2 separate regions of the Gossypium hirsutum genome follow, and region 2 is linked to region 1. Evidence: chromatin contacts called from public Hi-C data. All regions are on one chromosome and are shown on one strand. Each heading gives the region's core, a stretch centred on a gene start, on an enhancer-like site or on the middle of the called end of the contact. The rest is flanking DNA. Distances are from core to core; before and after follow the strand shown. Region 1 holds the start of LOC107939540 (ethylene-responsive transcription factor 5). Region 2 holds the start of LOC107929391.

Region 1 (3,992 bases), core at 890-3,389:
GTAGTTAACTGTTTCTATAACAGTTCTATTTCTCTGTCAAAATTTTGGATGTTATAAATAGGTAGTTGTTATGCACCTATAACAACATCTAAGAAACCTATAAAAACATTTGAGATTTAAATAATATTTAAAATTCTTTTTAAAATTTTAAATTAAAAATTATAATATATTTATAATGTTAATTTAGATAACATATTTAATAAAATTTACAAATGCAATTTTATTTATTAAAGATTATTTTCATTTAATAAAATATTGTTCAGATTTTTTATATAAAACTTAAACATTTTATTAAAATCTGTGAATGCTATTAAGTAGATGTTCATTATAATCAATCTTTCATTTTCCTCAACCCTTCTGCACCTTTCATTTTCTTATAATCCCTTCTATTTATGTATTAGAAAATGAGGAGTCTAATCCCCCTCTATATATGTAGGAGTATACTATTATTTTCATCTATTATTCTTGTGTTTTTTGTATTATTATCATTATTTTATAACAAGATCTTTAACTAAAATTTATTGAATTAATTCATTCAAGAATATAACTAATTTTATTAAAATTTGAGACAAAAAATTATAGCGAATTAATTTAGTTAAGAGTGAACTTCTCTTATTGTACTCGAGAACAAAAATAAAATATAAAAAATTAATTCTACAATAAAGTAAATTATTATAAAAATGACAGTTTTTACATGATAATGTATCAAATAATTTTATATTATGATGATAGACGTATTTTTTTTATACATTTAAAAGCTAATTAAATGAATTTTTAAATTAAAAATAATAATATTTTGTAATAAATATAATAAAAATAATTTATTGAAGTAATAGAAAGTGAATCCAAGTATACAACCAAAATATACAACCCAAAAAGAATTCCACGTCTTTCATAAAATATCCACGTCACTGCTCTCCATTTCAAACACTCGCAGCATCATACAACCATAACATGAGAAAACCCTAACGGCGATAATAGTGGCACGTTAAAAATCTCCTTAATTTCATTGTCCAAATCCCAAAACGCTGTCCAATTTGACGGCGTCAAAGGTGCATCACCGTTATCTCTCGCTTTCGTCCCGTTTTCGCTTTCTCTCTTCACCACCTTTGCCCGTTTTTCTTCTCCTTCGCTGTTATCTCTGCTCCGTTTCCTCTCTCCGTCACTGGCAGCTGACTCCAGCTTCCCGGCTTCGAGAGGGAAATTAAGGATGGCTTTTGAGCCACGTAGCTTAAAAGCGGCTCGGTCGTAAGCCTTAGCGGCTTCGATGGCCGTGTCAAAGGTCCCTAACCATATCCTAGAACCTCTTCGGGTCGGATCTCGGATCTCCGCCGCGAATTTCCCCCACGGCCTTTGTCGGACTCCTCTATAGTGCCTATTGTCTTCAGAATTTGATTTCTTCAGCTTGGGCCGAGTTAAATCCGGTTTATCAAATTGAATCCACTCCACCTTATGAGGTAACGAGATTTTTAGCGACGGCTTTCGAATCTTAGAGTTACAACCCGAGGAAACTTGAGGTTTTGCCGTTGAAAGTTCAGTGATTTGAGGATTGGTTTCAAATTCTAAGGAACTGGCATTGGATGGGAAGGACTTAGGTGTTATGAGATCTATAATTTGAGGTTTCGACTCGTATTCGAAAACATCACTTCTGTGTGGCTGGAATCCACGGAAATTGGGAGAAAATTTGAAGAAATCATTATTTTCAAGGCAATTAAAGTTAGACTCTGCGAGAGAGGAACCAGAGCTCGAAGTTTGTGAGTAAAGAGATTCAGGTTGAGAAGTAGAAACTCCCGCTTTTACCTCATTTATCCATCTATTTTCATTTGAAAAATTCCCCAATCCCACAGGAGAAAGTTCATCAAGTAAATAGTGTTGGATATATTGAAGCGCGGTTGATATTTCACTGCTTGTTTCCATAACCAACAAATTGAAAAAAGTTAGAGAAAAATCAGAGAACAGAAAAAGGAAAGAAACAAAGGATTGTTGTTGCGAGTTTAAATTAAGAAAAGATTTTCAGGTTTTTTGCCTGAGAGTAGAAGGGGAGAGTGGAAAGGTATTTATAACGCATAAGGAAGGTTGAATTTGAAGACTTGTCAAACTTTTCAACGGGGCTTCGACGATGGATGAAGGTTCAAGGAAGCTACAAACTTTTGTTTTTTCACTGTGCAAAAGGGATTTGTACCAGGTTGAATATTTCACCATCTGATTCCTTGAAAAAGTGGGTCAAATCGAGGATCGGACGGCTAGTGCTTGAGGTAATCTAATCTGCTAAGTTCTATATTATTATTAGAATAATTTATGTTTGTATCTCCTTTGTTGCTTTCTTGTTGCTTGCATTTCTTGGTTGGTTCTAAAAAAGGTTCTCCTTTGCATAAAAATATTTGACAAAGTTTCATAAAACAACTATTTTAATGATTACGTTAAAGGGTTATGAAGTAAAAGACAAAATTTTCTTCGATGATGGTTTGGTCAGCTGATGTAGCGGTAAACATGGATTAAGATGGAAGCTAATAATACAATATTGAACTTTAATCTTTCTAGAATGTTTTATTTGATTATTACTATTTAACTTGCAAGCAAAGAAGAAGGCTTTACAGGTTATACAAATCCAATTTACATTTGGATAAATACAAATGGTGTGTGAACTTAAGTTTATTTACCTATTCTCATGTTAAATGCTGATATGTTCAAATTCAAATCCTAGGTCTATAGTGGGGTGGGGGACTATTTTCTAAGCTTAATTAAATTTCATCCAGGAGCAGTGTACAAGGATCAAATACGATGGCCGGACAACCCTAGGAGTAATAACATATTGAGAATAGAGACAATCATAAGCACTGATGTAATAATAAACAATTAATTAAATCACAAAAGACAGATGGATTTGCTTTGTTCTTTCATCTTTCTTTTATTATCACTAGGTCTGCAATGAAATAATTTTCTATTTCCTTATTTGGTTTTTTTGGGCTTTTGGCTAAGTCTATATATATATATATATCCATACATCAATGCTTGTGATGTGAAACCTCTTCTGAAGAATGATATAATTAAAGCTTTGATGGAGTAGCATGGCCAATGAATAGATGTTTAGGTGAGAAGTGGTCAATCTGCGGTGTTGTATTACTGATTCCATGTCTTGAGTATCCACTTGGTCTCAAACTCAACCACTCCGATTGTTTTATATGATAAATGCATGTAAAGTGCCTGAGAGCTCATTTTCAAACCTAACCTAACCAAGTGGATTGATGAAAGCTTAAACCGAATCTAAGCGTATTATTGCCAATTCTTAAGTTGCAGTGAAATCACCGAGTTGTAATTATCGTTATGGTTAAAGTCATGGCTTAAAGACTTGGGAAATGATAGTATATTAATATGATTGATTGCATTGATTCATAAAATCTAGAAGCATTTATCGAGTCGTAGTTTTAGACAAGTATATATGGAAGATGCTTTTTTTTCCCATTGTTTTTTTACAAGGATTTGTTTTTTTTCAATCATAGAAGTATACACTCCTTTTAATTTTATGTTATCAATTTTAGATGTGACTGTTCATTATTATACATTCCTTATCCCCTTTGGTGCTAAAAAAAGTTGGTAATTTTGCATGGACTCAGGTTTGAACTTCAAACGTTAAGAACACGAGGATCCAACAGGATCAAGTTGCACAAGTTCATTAAGCCTTAAAAAACCCACAACAATGGGGAAATTGTTCATGGAGAATTGGATTTAGCAATCATGCAGCTGACCCAATGGTATATTCTCTTCTTTTAATTTGATATGCTTTGAGTAATTTTATTTGTTTAATTGGGAAATTTACTTCAAGTTTTGACAAGATCTAAACTAATCAAACGTGTATTCTCTGCCTTCTTTGACCTAGTTTAGGGAAGTTCCTTTCATTATTATTCCTCTGTTAACTCATTGATTTTAAAGCCTAATTTTTACTAGGTCATACACTGTTTTAATATCTTAGATCTTAATCTAGATCTCTTTAC
Region 2 (3,462 bases), core at 39-2,538, 280 kb before region 1:
GACAAGATCATCATAAATGAAATTTCTGACATAATATGTAAGTGCATAACCTTGTTGGTCCAAAAATGTTCTATGAGTTATTTATATATATTTTTAGGGGATTCCTTAGCACTTCATTATGTTATTATCTTTTAAGTAAGAAGATGTATAATTTTTACCAAATATAAAATTATTTATATGAAATAAAATTTGAATTTAAGATTTTAAAATTTTCAAGACCTTAACCTTGACATCAAGTCATAACTTTATTTACTACAAGTTTATTTTTTAAAAATTGTTATCAATGATAATTATTTTTGTTTTCACTTTTTCTTTACTTTTTTTTTTCTTTTTTAATTATTTTTTTATGTAAATACATGTTAAATATTTAAAATTTACTTTAATTATAATATTAGGTTAAAATATGACTGAATTATACATAAATTTAAAGTATTTATTTTTAATTAAAATAAAAAATATTTTTTATATAAAATAATTCAAAAATATTAAAATAAATCAATGAATAAACTAAATAGAAGATACATGGATAAATGATAGTAAGAGTATACTTATCTTTTCTTTTTTTTTTTTACTAAATTTGAGGTGGTAAGTATTTTTCATTACAATCTTAACATTTAATCTATTGATTATCAGGGTTGAATTTTCACCCCAAATCGTGAATTCGAGAGAGGGTAAATGGCAAAAAAAAATGTTTTTTAATCTAAATTTTATTTCTTTTTAAAAAAATATAAAGTTGAACGTATTAAAATGTTAAGAATTAATCATCTTATAAAAAGTAATTTTTAATTTTTTTTGAACTGAATTCAGTGGTTTATAGATGAAGTTATTCACATATTTGTTACCAATTTTGGCCTGAAGCCAAACTTCCAAAAGTAGTACATTAGAGTTGTGGTTTTTCAAACTTGTTTGGGTCGAAATATTTATCCAGATTTAAAGGTTTGCTTGAAATTTAAGATAGTTTGAATAAAAAGATTAGATTAAAAAATTAAACTCATTTAAAATATTGATAAATTTTGAACTTAAATATTTAACAATTAATTTCAACCCTAATCCGATCTATTTTTAAATTTATAGTATTTTATATTATACTATTTTTATATATTATATAATTTACTACACATAAAAATTAAATTAAATCTGAAATAATATATAGCGATAATGTAAATATTAAAAAAATTTAAAATAAATATAAATATAGAGAACCCCCAGTTCATGAAGACCTCTACCTTTTACTGCCGGTACACAACGTAAATAAATGGAACATCAAGCCTAAAAAATTCATAACATAAAAACCCGGTCCCCGGGTGATCTCGCTTTTGTATAAGTGACCTACGAAAAAAAATAAAGTTTATTTCTTCAACGAACATATTTGATATTTCTTTCTTCTTCCTTCTCATCTTTCAGGGTTGCTCTTCCTTTGCTCCGCCACTTCCTCCACCGCGCTTTGTTTTCTTTCTCAATTTCTCATCTTTTAAGAAGTGTTGGTCGTTTATGTGCAGTTGTTTCTTTGTTCGCTCTTGTTTTGTTATTTTTTTATGGCTACTGCACCGATAAAGTCTCAGCCTTTACACAACTTCAACTTTCCGTTTCTTAAATGGGGGACCCACGGAGGTGGTAGTTCATCCGCTGCCACCGCCGATCACAGCCGTTCTCCTGAATCCGACTCGGACCACGACCGTCTTCGTCCGACGCGTGTTGGGTCACGCTCCACCCGCATTCACCGCTCATCCTTTCCTCCACCACCGAAAGCCATCAAACAAATCCACCGCGAAGAAGAACAACGACAGCAACGAGAAGAAGAGTCGTCAAAGCCGCGAGAAAATGAAGCTGAAGAAGATGAGGAGGAGACTGTGCAGAGACCATGGAATTTGAGACCTAGAAAAGTGGTGATGGAGACGTCGGCGGCGGTAGTGACATCGGCGGCGGAAAAGACGAGTGAAACGGTGGGGCCGAAGTCGATGAGATTAAGGGGTTTCGCTGAAAATGGGGGAGTTGCGGAAAAGAAAGAAAAAAGGAAGTTCTGGATAGCTTTATCAAAGGAAGAGATTGAGGAAGACATCTTTGTTATAACAGGATCAAGACCTGCAAGAAGGCCCAAGAAAAGGCCAAAGAATATTCAGAAACAGCTTGATGTAAGGATTAATATTTCTGGGTTTTCGTTTTTCATTAATTTTCTGATAATCATTTAATCTATCCTCTTTTCTTTTTTTTTTTTGGACTTTTTAGAATGTTTTCCCTGGGTTATGGTTGGTTGGTACGACGGCTGATGCTTACCGTATTGCTGATGCTCCTGTTAAGGTTTGTTGCTTTATCTAAATTTTCATGTGAACTTGTTTGTATTTAGGATTTCCGTAGCTCATAACCGAAATCTCTTTTAACTTGTTTATCTGCAGAAATAGATCTATTGTTAGATGCAAAACAGATTACAAAATATGAAAGGTTGTCTCTAAATTTCTTTTAACTTTGGGGGATTTTTTTAGTTAAATTTCAAAGTCTGCAGCTGAAATAGTTTGGTGATGATGGTGTTTGCAGGGGATGGATATGGTATTAGTGAACTTGCAAATCTGGGAGCTTTGTAGGGGTATGGCACATTTGAGACCTCAATTTTTTTGTGGTATAATGAAAATATGACTTTTGTAAAGGAAAAGCATGAGAAGATATTTAATTTCTTATATGTGTTGTGCAAAGGGAAGAGTAGGGTTAGAGTTTTAGTTTAAGAAACCAAATATGAACAGGAATATGGATGAAATAGAGAGAGTTTCTTTCAAAGCTTTTGATTTCGCTATGCCAAATAAGTATTCCGATTCTGGGGTGTTGGGTTTTGTAGATTTTCTAATTCGTTGATTGCTTACGATGTTTGACAGGCTTCCCTACATCGGTGGGGGGCAGAGTTTCAAGCTGTGTAGTTAATTTGCAATCCGTAATTGGATGATTAACTTTAATATTGAGGGTACTACATTCTTCCTTTTATCTGGAAGAGCTCCTTCCTCTATACATATGAGTTTCGCAAGGAGGAACACTTTGAGAAGGTTCTAATTTTAGTTGATTAATATATATATATTTGCTTTGACTAAATATGACATCTTAGCATGAAGAAATCTTTATTGTTGTTGCTATATTATGCATTTTGATTTGGTCAAAATTGAATGGCAGTTGACAAGATAAATTCTATACATCTTACAAGACAATTTGAATGGCCCAAGTTTGAATATTTTGTCAGCTTGTGTTTCATGTAGGATCTTTAAGCACTTGTGAGATGATAATAAAAAAGGAAGCTTGTGTTTCAGTACTGACAGGACCTTAAAAATCATCTTAATCTCTTGAAGTAACACATTATTATCCACTGGCTTCTTTTTCTATGATTTGGCGATGGATTGTTGTGTGAAAACTTCTTATATCCAAAGCAAACATAATAGTGTCATATTTGTTCTGTTTTTTCTGTCAACAAGCCTCTGTTTTGAT

Evidence for each region. A called contact is a pair of places that touch in the nucleus more often than the background predicts.
Region 2: a contact with region 1 is called in a Hi-C map of hypocotyl, with 2.9 times the contacts expected there. The contact joins the promoter of LOC107929391 here to the promoter of LOC107939540 in region 1. A contact is called at or near these places in 5 of 34 Hi-C or Micro-C datasets (callus, hypocotyl and leaf).

What each region holds. Positions count from the first base shown.
Region 1 is chrA08:114,206,228-114,210,219 of Gossypium_hirsutum_v2.1, reverse strand. LOC107939540 (ethylene-responsive transcription factor 5) reads right to left here and starts at 2,139. Exons shown (of 1, transcript XM_016872886.2): 1 at 795-2,139. The coding sequence starts at 1,917. The coding sequence ends at 940.
Region 2 is chrA08:114,486,134-114,489,595 of Gossypium_hirsutum_v2.1, reverse strand. LOC107929391 reads left to right here and starts at 1,288. Exons shown (of 4, transcript XM_016860798.2): 1 at 1,288-2,132; 2 at 2,227-2,298; 3 at 2,394-2,439; 4 at 2,533-3,075. The coding sequence starts at 1,536. The coding sequence ends at 2,399.